Regions from separate parts of the Sus scrofa genome. Here region 2 is linked to region 1. The links are chromatin contacts, called in public HiChIP or PLAC-seq maps. All regions are on one chromosome and are shown on one strand. The core of a region is the stretch at or near the end of the contact, and the rest is flanking DNA. Distances in the headings are between cores, read along the strand shown.

Evidence for each region. HiChIP or PLAC-seq counts read pairs in DNA pulled down with a chosen protein or histone mark.
Region 2: an H3K27ac HiChIP or PLAC-seq map of skeletal muscle shows a contact between it and region 1. The contact joins the enhancer-like site here to the promoter of TPK1 in region 1. A contact is called at or near these places in 2 of 5 promoter capture datasets (fetal liver and liver), 6 of 47 Hi-C or Micro-C datasets (embryonic fibroblasts, heart right ventricle, psoas muscle and 1 more) and 1 of 2 datasets of contacts at active chromatin or transcription factors (skeletal muscle).

The regions. Positions count from the first base shown.
Region 1 is chr9:112,928,076-112,935,180 of Sscrofa11.1, reverse strand. TPK1 (thiamin pyrophosphokinase 1) reads right to left here and starts at 3,811. Exons shown (of 9, transcript XM_021063594.1): 1 at 3,083-3,811; 2 at 2,617-2,675. The coding sequence starts at 2,659.
Region 2 is chr9:113,063,780-113,070,884 of Sscrofa11.1, reverse strand. The region is part of intron 2 of TPK1 (thiamin pyrophosphokinase 1); the gene reads right to left. Among named protein-coding and RNA genes, the nearest start is that of TPK1, 140 kb to the right of the region's middle. Within about 2 kb of position 2,889, at least 9 of the 83 cell types and tissues checked have an H3K27ac peak or open chromatin away from gene starts, as enhancers often do. A contact at or near this core is called in skeletal muscle, where this site is marked.

The DNA.
Region 1 (7,105 bases), core at 2,562-5,061:
TAATATTTATTTACTTGAATCTTGTTTTTTAACATTAGAAACACTTCTACTTTGTTAAAAAAAAAAAAACTGAACAAAGAGCACATACAATGTTTGTAATATAAGAATATTGATATATTTTCATACACTGCTTCCAAAGAATAATTTACCAAACAATGTACAACATAAATCCATTTTATTTAAAACAAGAGTAATAATCTGCTGGGGTATATATACAAAAATAAATATTTAGAACATGTGAACTGTTAATAATAGCTACTTCGGGAGTTCCCATTGTGGTGCAGCAGAAGGGAATCTGACTAGGAACCATGAGGACACAGGTTCGATCCCTGGCCTCGCTCATGAGCCGTGGTGTTAGGGTGCAGACACGGCTCGGATCTGGCGTTGCTGTGGCTCTGGCTGCTACAGCTCTGATTAGACCCCTAGCCTGGAAACCTCCATATGCCGTGGGTACAGCCCCCAAAAGCCAAAAAAAAAAAAAAAAATTGGTTATTTCTAGAAGAGGTTAGAGTTGTTTTTCTTTAAATAACCATTTACTTTATAATTTTGTTACAGAAAACAAAGACTAAAAAAATACGTATTTCTCTGAGCTAGCGATCATTCCAGAGATGAGCATTTTGGTCCACTGAGCAATTAGTTAATTTGATGAGAACCAGTTTGGTAGATTGCCCACTACTAAATCTGGGTGAGCATTACAGATAAACCACACCTACAAATTAAAATCACAGAAGTTATTAATAGACAAAAATACCCATCTGCTAGAAAGTATTAAATGTCTGTTTGATGAAGGGAATCCCTCTAAACGTAAAAGTTAACCTTAAGTATTTACCTAATTACTATAAGGGGACAGGCATTTAAGGGGCTCCTCAGGACACCGACTTTTGTCTTTAAATATCTCTCACATAGCTAGACTCAAAGTAAACTTGCAAAGAGCCCTTGTTCCTAAATCAATGTTTGAGATGAGATAGGAATCTCTAGAAGCTAGGACAAGAGGAAGAAACTAGAAAAGCAATCAAACCCCACAGAACTCCTCAAAGGAGACCAGGATCTGCCTGGTGGGGGATTTGTGCTTCATACCGGGTATCACAGTTCTTAACAGTCCCCCATATGCCCTGTCCCAGTGAGGAGCTTCCAACTGTCTAACCGGAGGAGTCAAGACCTCCCTAAGCCTTTGATAAAAGACAGGGAGCAGAATGGTCCTTCCTACAGTCTACTGCTCCAAACATTTTCCATCTCAACACTGACCCTCGGATCCAACCACTTGATCCTTCCGGCTGAATCTAATGGCTTACCACCACTGAAGCTAACTGCTTTACACATTCTATGACTCATTTATATGCACAATAACCCTGCGAAATATTCCCACTTTACAAAGAAACTGAAATACAACCTGCAAAGCTAGGATTTAAACCCAGAGATCCTGATGCCTCACTCCAATCTTTACCATGCAGCACTCTCTCCATGATATACCTCTTTCAACCTAGAAAACACTAGAAATTTGTCAGTAAAGTGCTTAGGTTTAGAAACAAATCTGAGTGTCCACAGGCCAACTGAATCTGGTGTTTACTCTGGAAATATTGCTGGCCCTGCTACTGTTGACAACTGAGCACTATGAAATTTCATTTACAAAATGTTTGTTTGCCAATGCTTTTCTTGACTTATGATAAGCTATTCAGAGTAATAATTAAATACTCAACTTCTTAACAGGTCAAATATATCTGGTTTCAGATTCTAGTTCCATTATTACCTGTTTCCTTCACCTATAAAATTAAAGTATGTGCAAACAATTTAACACTGCAAATGACTGGAGAGTAAGGAGTCTGTGTCCCCTGCTATTGTTAGTCTTTGTTTTACCATAAACATTGCCAGAATGTGGGAACACTGACAAATTCAATACCCCCAAAAAATGTTGAATTCATATTCCAGAAAACAACTTTCAACATTAAAAAGCTATACACTGTTTAAATTGGTGAACTGATAAACTAGAAGTTCTACCCAACAGTAACACAATAAAACCTAGTAAGTAAAACATGTTTAAAATTACGAAATTATCGTACAAGTCTGTTACCACCCATGATAATGAATGCAACTAACAATTAGCCTCAGAAAAACTCATTCTCCGATCTATTTCCATGCGAATTACACCATTTTAAAATAAATCCTTATGTACGGTATCTTTAAACCATTTTTACTGGGTAATCTCGGGCATTTTCGATGGATTTAAAATGGGCACAATGGATAGGCAATAATAAAAGCAATAAAGGCTGATCTTTACCCCTTTGGCGTCTAATGTTCTGCTATGTTAGAGATTAGTTCAGACGGTTGTTAGGAGCCTCAGAGCCAACATTAAGACAGGGCTTATTTTTCTCCAGGTGGAGAATATGAAGTACATCATCATTTAGTCCTAACGACGACGCTATACGTAAGGACTAATAACTATTCTCGTTTTTTCAGATAAGAAATTAAAGCACAAAAGAGGTTGAGCAATATGCGTAGAAGTAGATCAGAGCCAACTAGAAACCATTCTGGGTCTGGACTCCAGCCTTTTTAATCTCATCAGGGCTCTGGGGAGGTGCACACCAATGTCACTGTAAAGCGTGGAAAGAAATACAGTACCAGAGGGAAGCAGGGGTTCCAACGGGGTAATGGCATGCTCCATATCGGATTACTGGCCTCTGCATTAAAAATATAAAAAGGCCACATTAGAACTTCTCCTGTCTAATTAAACAGCGCGCGAAATCGCTAGGGCAGGCGACCGCTTTTATCCCGTACTGCGGGGCGAATCACAGAGCGTCCGCGCTCCCGGCGTGCGGGCCCGGGCACAGCGGGCCAGGCGCGCGGCGGCGGGGAACAGCGGGGACGCGGGAGGCCCGGGTATCCCGGGATCCCGGACGCGCGTGGCAAAGCAGCTGGCGCCACGCGTGCCTCCACCGGGCCACCCCCTCCAGCCTCTCCTAGCGCCGCGGTCACTATCTGGGGGCCGTAGGAGCGAAGGAAGCCGGAGAAACGGGGTGAGCGAGGGACAGCCGCCTCCTCTCTACCCCGTCCTACCGGCGGCCCGCCGAGCTGCAGTCGCACTTACACAAAGGCGGGTGGAGCCACCAGTGAGCTGGCCGTAGGCTGCGGGAGCGAGGGTGATCGAGCGCTCGGCGCTCGGCTGAGGTGCCTCGGCGGCGCGCGGGCCCAGCTCGCCGATTTAAGGAAAGGGCTGGTGAGGCAGCCCCGCCTCCTTCCGGGAGCTAGCCGCTCTTGCCGGGCGCGCGCCCGGCCGGAACTGCGCGTCCTCGGCGGTGGAGGCGCAGGACTGTGCTTGTCAGCCGCTCTCCTCCCGAGCAACCGTGCGTTCTAGACCGGTTCTGCCCTGGACCCAGCGCTGGGATTTCTGCCTAGGGCTCGTCACTGGACTTTAACCCGGAGGCCACTATTTGCTCCGAACCGAGCGTTAACTTCCCCGTCACCCTTCACCAGTCTGGGATCATTGCCAATCAAACGTGCGACTTTATCCACAGCCCTTATTCTCTGTCACCTCTGGCTTGCAGCTTGTATACCTAAGGAGCATGCCTTTGTTAAAGTATTACATAGCTTGGTGGAAGCAGAGAATGTTCTAGTTGGAGGACCTTTAAGCCGCCTACTTGGAACTCCACCCGTTGCAGCTCCACCAGTTCAAACACTCCTAGGTTGGCACAGCCTTTTCCAGGAATGAGCAGAAAGAGTTAAGACCCTCTAGGCTTTACCTCTTCCAAGGCTAAACTCTTGTTCTTTGAAGGTTCTTACATGCCATGATTTTCAGACTCCACCCATATATAGGGCCACATCCGTGGTATATGGAGGTTCCCAGGCTAGGGGTCCAGTTGGAGTTGTAGCCACCGACCTAGCCAGAGCCACAGCAAATAGGGAACTGAGCCGCATCTACGACCTACACCACAGCTCATGGCAACGCAGGATCCTTGACCCAGCCAGGCCAGGGATCAAACCCAGGTCCTCAGAGATACTAGTCTGGTTTGTTAACAGCTGAGCCACGATGGGAACTCCCATACCCAGTATTTAATTTTGCTCATACAGCGGGTTGAGGATCCCGCGTTGCCGTGAGCTGTGGTGTAGGTCGCAGAAGCGGCTCAGATCCCACGTTGCTGTTTCTGGCCTAGGCCAGAGGCTACAACTCTGAATAGACCCTAGCCTGGGAACCTCCATATGCACGTGTGCTGCCCTAAAAGGACAAAAGACAAAAAAAAAAAAAAAAAATTTGCTCATAAAAGTATGGTGTGGAAGCTGGTGAGAAAGCACAACTGTCATGTGACAGATCGGCAAATCCCTGCGCTAAGAGAGTGGTAGAATTCTAGCATGGTTTCTACCAGCATAAGGCCTGTACCTAGGACCTCACCCATTAAAATGCCTGAGAAAGCTCAGTGCCACCAGGAGCACCTACTGTTTGTTCTAGCCAACACCTGGTGACAAGCCTGTGACCTCCCAGAGGGCTTTCAATTGTGAATAGGTAGCTTTCAACTCAGAAGTGTCTCTCTGGACGACCTGAGAACCATTCCTGGCAAATGTAGTCATCAAGAAGGATAGCACCTGTCTCCTAGTCTCTGTGGGAAGACAGACTCCTTATTTCGCCAACGGCCAGCTAGCCAACAAAGCAGCTCTAATCGCCCTTATTCTGACTGACCCTTTTTGATTTTTCACTTCTGTGACTCTATTGAACGCCCACTCTTCTGCCTCACATAGCCTCCTTTTAAAACTTACAGTCGCCTCGGCACAGATAGATATGGAGCTCAGCTCTTTCTGGACTCTGAGTAATTACTAAACAAAATCTGTTTTCAAGGCTTTCACTCATTCTCAGCTGTGTTTATCTTTGACACTGGTCACAATGTTCCAGAAGTGATCCAACCATACAAAAATACCACATTGCCCTCATTAATTTTTGCAGCTGCCAGAGCAAACAGAACTTCCAGGTATTTTTCATATCAATCACTATTAAACCAAGTGTACACCTCTCTCATAGTCAATTTTAGACCAAACTACTAAAGGTGTCACATTTACAGTTGTAAAATTAAATATTATGAATTCGCCGTCACAGTTGCAGCAGGTGGGCCGTTTCAACCTTGTCACCTACTAGCTGTGGTATATTGGAACTCTCCACAGTTTCCTCTGATATAAAATGGGAACAGCGTTGTCTATTTTGGAAAAGTTCTGTCAGGATCAAATGGAGTAGTATGGATAGATATGTTTGCAACATGTTTTGTCCTTCTCAGTCAATATTGTATTCCACTTAAACCTTAGGACACCTCTGTTTATATTTGCACCACACATCCTTTCAAAGTTTTTTATGTAGATCAAGTTTCTCCCAAAGTGATTAAAAAGAAAATTGAAATAGTAACTACAATAAATTTCAAAAGTCTACGTTTCAAGATAACAGTGGTGAAACTAGAAGACAACAACCACAGGTAGAGGGAGAGGATGTAAAGGTAACAGACAAGTGGTTGCTACATTTATATCAGTTAAAGGCAAACAGATTGGTAAAAGGATGACCAAGGATGTTACCTAGGCCATGCTCATACTGCTCGCTGCAGCTCAGACCAGTAAATCCAGAAATGGATTGTTGGAGCAAGGAATACTGACTTTATTTGGGAAGCCAGCAGACCAAAAAGATGGTGGCCTACTCTCCCAAAGAGCCATTTTGCTTGGGTTTGGATGCTAGTTTCTTTTATAAACAAAGGGAAGTGAAGAGTTAAAGTAAAAAAGGTGATAAATTGTTGCAGATATTTCCTGGTTCCAGGAAATCCCAAGGAGGGAATGTGTTCATTTCTTTTTCCTTCAGCCATTAATAGATGGGCCTGGTCAGGATGTTTCCTATGATCGAAACAAAGGCATTTTAGCTTACTGCTCAAACATGGGAGGCAGGGTTCCCAGAGATAGGCCATTATGTATACTTTAAGCTATAGGCAACATGCCTTTAGTGATTAACTTATAGCTAAAGCAATAAAATGCACAGGTTAAAGTAAAAGACACAGATTCAATGTGGAGTCAGATTTGTTCTTCCCTATTATAAGGATATATACAGGCAAATCACAAAAGGCATTCAAAGGCAATTAATGTGAAAAAGACATGACCACTAGCATTGAGAGAAGCAAATTTGAATAGTGAGATAAATTGACATGCCAGATTGCAAATAAGAGTTTAAATCACATACAAGTTTACATTTATTGGCTAGTTACTATGTTCAAGTCACTATGTTGACTTTCGTATTTTATAGAATTACCCTAAAATGTAGACTCCCAGAAAACAGGGACCAAATTTTAACTGGTCGCATTTGAATCCTCACACTCAACACAATTGCTGCAAAGAGGAAGAAACCAATGAGTCTTTACAGAAGGTTCATGATGCAATTGTTTGCAACAGCCTAGAATGCTCTTTTCCAGTTCTCACAACTGACTCATCTATCCAGCCTCAGCTCAAAACTTATTTCCTTCCCCTGGTAACTCTTTATCTCATCTAGGATTGTGTGTCTTCCTGCAGAGATATACTCACAATCTAGTTATTTAACTTACTTCTTTACTTGTTTATGATTTGCCTCCCCCTCCTAAAGTGGTAGCTTCCTAAGACCAGAATCCATAACCATTTTGTTGATTGCAACTTCTCCAGGCAAACAAGATATCTCACTTATAGTAAAGATTCAATAAGTGTTTGTTAAATGGATTAAAAAGTGGAGGGGGGAAATGAAAAATTATAGGGCATCATACCAGCAATTATTTAAAAAATAAGCTAAATCAAAATGTTCTCATGTAGAAAAATGTCTGACAAGTGAACTTTATGAATGCAAGTGGTAAGAAAAAGCCAACCTATATTTTTAAAATGTATTTGGATATCCATACAAAGAGAATTGTTAAAAATGACCTCTGAGATAAAGGGATGGAGTACATAGGAGGGAGCAAGCCTAGAGAACTATCACTTCTAATTTATATACTTTTATGTTTTATCATTTAATTTTTTTTTGCATTATGCATACTAAATAAATTTAAGTTTGCGTAAATGTACATTAAAAGCAAATTAGGAGTTCCTATTGTGGCTCAGTGGGTTAAGGACTTGATGTAGTCTCCATGAGGAT
Region 2 (7,105 bases), core at 1,640-4,139, 140 kb before region 1:
GACACTGCTGGTACTAAAACACATCCTAACACATCAGACATACAGGTAAGTCAATCTCCTAGACAAAGAGCATCTCCTATTTCTAGCTTTTTGCAAATCTTCTTATTAAATAACGGGGGAGACTGTACATGACATCTTCAGTATCTCTTGAAGCTTGTTTTTCCTTCTTTAGAACAAAAGATTGGCCTCAGGCTCAGCAACAGGCAATAGGACATAGCTTATAACTTAGCTCCCTTATTTTATTAATCTTATAGATACTTTCTATAGAAGGTAGGTACTGTGCATTTCCATATTTTACTGTGATAGGAAAGGTTTCTTTTAAAAATAAATCATGGAGTTCCCTTGTGGTACAGCATGTTAAGGATCAGGTGTTATTGCACCAGCTTCTGTCACTGCTGTGGTGTGGGTTCAGTCCCTGGCCTGGGAACCTTCATGTGTTGTGTGCACAGCCAAAAAAAAAATTAAAAATAAATCATAAGTATAACATCTTGAGTTTATTTTAATATATTAAACCACTAATAATATAGATAATGTGTGACTATAAAAATTGAGAAGGTGGGAGTTCCTGCTGTAGCACAGTGGAAACAAATCTGACTAGAATCCATGAGGATGTGGGTTTGGTCCCTGTCCTTGCTCAGTGGGTTGGGGATCTGGCATTGCTGTAAGCTCTGGTGTAGGTCGCAGATGCAGCTTGGATCCCAACTTGCTGTGGCTGTGGCATAGGCCGGCAGCTGTAGCTCCAGTATGACCCCTGGCATGGGAAGTTCCATATGCTGTGGATGCAGCCCTAAAAAGCAAAAAAAAAAAAAAAAAAGAGAGAGAGAGAGACAGAGATATGGTGGTACAAAATTGACTGAAACTTGGGAAATATTATGATAATCAAATAAGGTCAGCTGCTTCTCTAACTGGGGCTTTTTATCCTTTTCCTTCCCATGCTATTTCCCTGATACCACCCTAAAATTTGATGCTGTTGATCAATCATTCCTTGAAATTTCCTTAGTCCACAGTCCATGATTTTTGTTATTACTTCTCTAATTTTCCCAGAAATGTTCGGTTCCTTATTAGCATCAATTCATCCTTTTATTTCCTTTAAAAAAAAACAAAAACAATTCCTTACCTAATGGTTTCAAATCAAACTTTTTTAAAACATCCTGGGCAATGTAGGAATGAATGCTGAGATGTCTGAGATTCTAATGCTTCACCCTGATTAGATTGAAGCCTGGCCTCTGTCCCCAAACAGCTTTTAAAACCAATCAATAGGTGATAAAAACCAGCAAAGACCTTGTACACCACCAGTTTTACAAGAAATAAACTAGAGCCAGCCTCCAAAGCCAAGAGTTTCAAATGCGATCTGCTGTTAAATCTGTGGAAGTGAAACAAATAAAATACAGAGGGCTGACTGTGTTCACTGTATTGTACCATTTTATATAAGAGACTTGAGCATCTGCAGATTCTGGTATGTTGGGGGCTCCTGGAACCAATCTCCCACAGATACCAAGAGACAACTATTTTTCTGAGCTACTTTTTCATCTTATTGCACTTAGGACATCACCTTCCCTTTTTGCAAACTTAGCTACACATTTAAAAGAGCGTTTATAATATCCACCTCCAAATTTCGAGGTGTTTAATAACAAGTGGGATGATGGAAAGGATAGCTCATTGACCATACTGGCATGAGTAAAGGTCCCAATGTATTTTCCACTAATCCACAATATATGAGACTGTTTTCTGTGTCCTGTGTTACATCAGAAATAAAAGAAACCAAGCAGAAAAAAAAATATTTCTTTTTGGCTTCAGCTTCTTCATATGTAAATGATAATAGTATCATCTATGGCATAGAGTTATTAATCAATTAATGATCTAATAATTATATACAGTGCTTATCACAATACTGGAACATAGTAAGCATTCAAAAAAATTAGTCCCCCCACTTCTGTTGTAAGGAAGATAAAAGTCCAAAAAGGATAGTGCTCATGGAAAAGAAAAGCCTAAGGTCCCTAAAAAGTATAAAACGAAAATAAGAGTTTTTACAAAGATATCTAAGAGGGACGTTTTATTTTACCAATTACTGACAACATATATTTCCTTTTAAGGAATGGTACCCCAAATTCAAATTATACCACAAACATAAGTCACAGAAGATCACAATATATTCTGTACATTTTCTAAACGTCAAAAACCTTAAAAATTCAAAATCATCAAAAGCTAAATGGATAGATGATCTCACACATACACGATGCTATAGAACAAATGAATAGAGAGGTCAAAAAGACTGATAAAGAGAAACAGATGGTAAGCTATCAGTAATTACCCTCAGAGTATCTACAACACTTCTCTGTAAACAAAATTAACTAGTATATGGGATCTTTTTATGTAAAAATTAATTCGCTGAAGTAAAATCAAAATCTAGAAGTGGTGGCCAAGGATTAACAAACAGAATGACTTGCCAAGTTTTCACGCTACGTTATTCTGCAAAGACCAGTAGAATTCAACATTTATACCTTTTATGTGGCAGGCCCCAAATAGAATTAAAAGATGAATAACAAAATAACTAGCTCTCCATCCTCACACTAGAGTGGAAAAAAGAAAAAGAGAAGCACATGTGTGCACTGTCCTGTAGACACTGGTAAGCGCTGTGGCAGGAGTGATATACTGCCGTGGGAGAAGAGGGAGAGGAGAGGTTAGTTTCAGTGGACAAACCTCTCAGACGGCTTAATATTAAATCTAGTTCAGCTAAGATCAGTGCTGCTTTTATAATCCTCTTCCTCATGTCTGTTATTTCTCTCATCCAGATTTTAATTGGTATTTTGAGAACAGTTTATTAAAATAGAAATACCTGAGTCATAGGAAGGAAATCTGTCCATATCTATTTCCATTTTAGATGGCTAATAGAGTCAAAATAACCATGATGTAATCTGAGAACTATTCTATCACCACCTAGAAGCTGGGTTGTCATGCAATCCATCTGGACAGAAAAACAAGTTCCACTATTTTGTTCTGCTGTCCAAAAAGCTTGACCAAAAGACATATTCTTTAATTTGTATATCTTGTTAGGGAAATATTTTCCATGAACATAAATAAAATTGCACTTTTTTTAGCCATGCCTGTGGCATGCAGAAGTTCCTGGGCCGGAGACTGAACCCATGTCACAGTAGTAACTGCAATCACAGCAGTGACAACAGTGGATCCTCATCCCACCGAGCCACCAGGTAACTCCTAAAATTGCATTTAAAAAAGAACAAAAAAACTTCAAGCATGTACTGCATAATGTTGTCATGAATTCATTGTTAGCAATTTGAAAACTGAGTAAATAAATATCCCTACTACTGGAAGTGACCAACTAAAGAACTGTGGTAGAGAACACTCTCAAATAGGACATTTTTGATAAATCATGAATTGGCCTCAAAAATATACTCACTCCATCATCATTTAAAATGTCCCAAGCTTTAATGAATAGAAGTTACTGCATGACCTAACTTTCATGTAAAAATTTCACTGGCTTATACAGCAAAATTTTTGCAGATTTATCAAATACTATAACTTCAATCACTGAATAGTTACTTACTATACACCAGCCTAATAAACAGCTGACGACTAAGATGTGTTAAAATATGTATATCAGTTTTATATATTGGTACTGTTCATAAGCATATTAAATGTATCTTACTTAAACTAGCAAAATTTTTTGGCCTTTTTTTTGTCTTTCTGGGGCCGCACTTGCAGCATATGGAGGTTCCCAGGCTAGGGGTCTAATCGGAGCTGTGGCCTCTGGCCTCCGCCAAAGCCACAGCAACGCCAGATCCAAGCCACGTCTGCGACCTACACCACAGCTCATGGCAACGCCGGATCCTTAACCCACTGAGCAAGGCAAAGGATTGCAACCTCATGGTTCCTAGTTGGATTTGTTTCCGCTGCGCAATGACGGGAACTCCATAAACTAGCAGTTTTTTAACCTGACATAATGTAAGTTAATGTTACTGACAAATAACGAAGAGCTCTACTCACAATCAGAGTTTAAGTGGCTATTTCACAAATTCTGTTGAACGAAGATGGACAGAAATAATTTGACTTTCTGAAAAGTAGACTGTTAAATTGGTTCCAAATATGAAGATGAAAGAAAAAATAAAACCAGAGAAACATTTTTCAGTGTCAGCCAACTGAAGGGACACTAGATAGAAAAGATTTTGATTCCAATCTAGATTAGCCACTTATTAGTCCTCTGAATGAGCTAATCCCAAGTGTGCTGATTCCAATGCCAAATAAGGATTATTATATATATTTTACCAAACTCTCAAAATTTTTTAGGGACTGAAGAGAGACCACAAAGATAAAGCCAGAAGAAAGTAGCATGAGGAAACAAATTCTCTTACATGCTATTGATAAAATTATAACTTTGAGAGAGAATTTGTCAGGTTTATAAATATTTCAACATGCATGCCCTTTGATCCAGAAATGCTACGTAGCCTCTATAAAACTTGCCCAAATTCACAAAGGCATATATTCAAGGATAGTCATTGTGATATTATTACATATAATCCCAAAAATACTGATAGCAAGCTTACATGATCACCAGTTGAATATTGGTGAAATATATCAAGGTGCTTATATGGAACCACTTAAAAAGTAGCTCTTAAATGTATTCATATGATATATCTTATAAGATATATTCTTATTTAAAACTTTACATAAACATTGGTCAATCATCCTTGCAACAGCAACTCAGAGAATGTACTGAAGGAAGCCAAATTCCATAAAACTGAGATCGGACTAAGGTTACAATGTCAAGAACGTTTACCCAAGTAATCAGCAGGCAGCTTTGGTAAGAGGCACCTGCACCAGAGAAGGGTCACTAGACCTACACCCTGAGGAAGCTCTTAACAACCAGCCAGGGGTAAAAGCCCAAGAGACCCAAGAATAGATGGCTGCCACGGCCATGAGCACAGCAAAAGAAAAGTGACTGGAACATTTGGAAGTCACTCCTGGAAAGTACCTAGACCTTCATCATGTTTGTGACCAATCAATACTTATTACCTGTCCTGTCCCCTTCCTTAGAGATAAGGAAACCTAGTGTTGGGTAAAGCCTATCACATCTTCTTAGTTTGTTAATCAGGTCTAAGGCTACCTCTGTTATTACACACAAAAAAACTCTTTCATCTTCATTATTTACAGGGAATAGCCATGGAATCATGGAAAAGACACTTCTTTGCTCCTTTCATTAAACGCTGTGCTGGTAAAAATATTTTTACATGGAATTCGAATTATATTGTATTTACAATTTTAAGACCAAGAGTAATAACGTAAAAAGGAAAAGATACATAAGGTAACAAGATTCATTCCAGGAGTTCCCGTCGTGGTGCAGTGGTTAACAAATCCAACTAGGAACCATGAGGTTGCGGGTTCGGTCCCTGCCCTTGCTCAGTGGGTTAACGATCCGGCATTGCCGTGAGCTGTGATGTAGGTTTCAGACGCGGCTCGGGTCCTGCGTTGCTGTGGCTCTGGCGTAGGCCAGTGACTACAGCTCCGATTGGACCCCTAGCCTGGGAACCTCCATATGCCGCGGGAGCGGCCCAAAGAAATAGCAAAAAAAAAAAAAAAAAGACAAAAAAAAAAAAAGATTCATTCCAAATCCAACCCCTTTACCAGGAGAAGCTATCAAATATTTTGACAGGCTTGGTCAGGACTGAGTTAAAGGTACCTACATTCACCTAAAGGAAAATGAAGAGCCAGAGTCTTATTCAGAAAATATCTTACTGTGTTCCTAGACAGCTAAATACCTCCGATTACCCAAATCCTATTTATTCCTAACACAGGTCCTTCTTTCTCTAGTACTCCAAAGATACAATTTGTTGTGTACCTGAAACCAGTCTAGTCTGTCAACATTACTGGTTTGAGCCAGGATTCTCTCCCTGCCTTAGAAACCATAAAACACATAATCTCCATAAACTGCAACTCCAACCAGAGCTAGCCAGCTCTACCACACATAGGAGTCATCTGGATGGAAAAAAATGGGGGAACCTTCAGGATAAGCCTCAGAAATACTCTACCAACAAATACACACTGGTAAAGAAGTGATAATCACTCATTAAACATATGAATACATACACAACTACACAGATATCAGAAGTTCCATTATCAGGCACTACAAGGGACACTGGGGTTTTTATTTTGTTTTGTTATTTATTATGGTAAGAACACTTAACATGAGATCTGCCTTCTTAAAATTTTAAGTGAATAATACACTATCATTAACCCTAGGTATGATGTTGTACAACAGATTTCTAGAACTGAATCATCTTGCCTAACTGAAAATTTACTTCTGTTGAACAGTAACTCCCCATTTGCCCCTTCCCTCAGCCCGTGGCAACCCATATTCTCTGCTTCTGCAAGGGTAACTCTTTTAGATTTCACATATAAGGGGAATTGTACAATCTTTGCCCTTCTGTGACTAGCTTCTTTCATGGGGTATGATGGCCTTATGTTTCTTCCCCTTTTTGGAGGGAGGGGTAAATTCCAAGATTCACTTCTTTTTTAAGGCTGAATAATATTCCATTACTTGTATATTCCACATTTTCTTTATCCATTCATTCATCAATGGACATTTAGATTACTTCCAGATCTTGGGTATCGTGAATAGTGCTGCAATGAACAGGAGAGTACAGATATCTCTCTAATCATCTAACTTCAGTTCTCTTGAATAAAAAAACCAAAGTAGGATTGCTGAATCAAATGGTAGTTCTATTTTAATTTTTAGATGAGCCTCCACACTATTTTTCATAGTGTCTGCACTGTTTTGAATTCCTATCAACAATGAATAAAAGTTTGACTTTCTCCACATCCTCACAAACACCTGGTGTCTTTTTTTTTTTTTTTAATACTAACCAAATTAGCAGATTTGAAGTGGTATTTCATTATGGTTTTGATTTGCATTTCCTTAATGATTAGTAACATTGAGCATCTTTTCATATGCTTGTTGGACATTTGGAGGTATTCTTTGAAGAAATGTTTACTCAATTTCTTATTCAACTTTTAATTATGTTATTTGTTTTTTTTTCTGGAAGGTGAGTTGTGAGAGTTCCTTATATATTTTGGAAATTAATTCCCTATC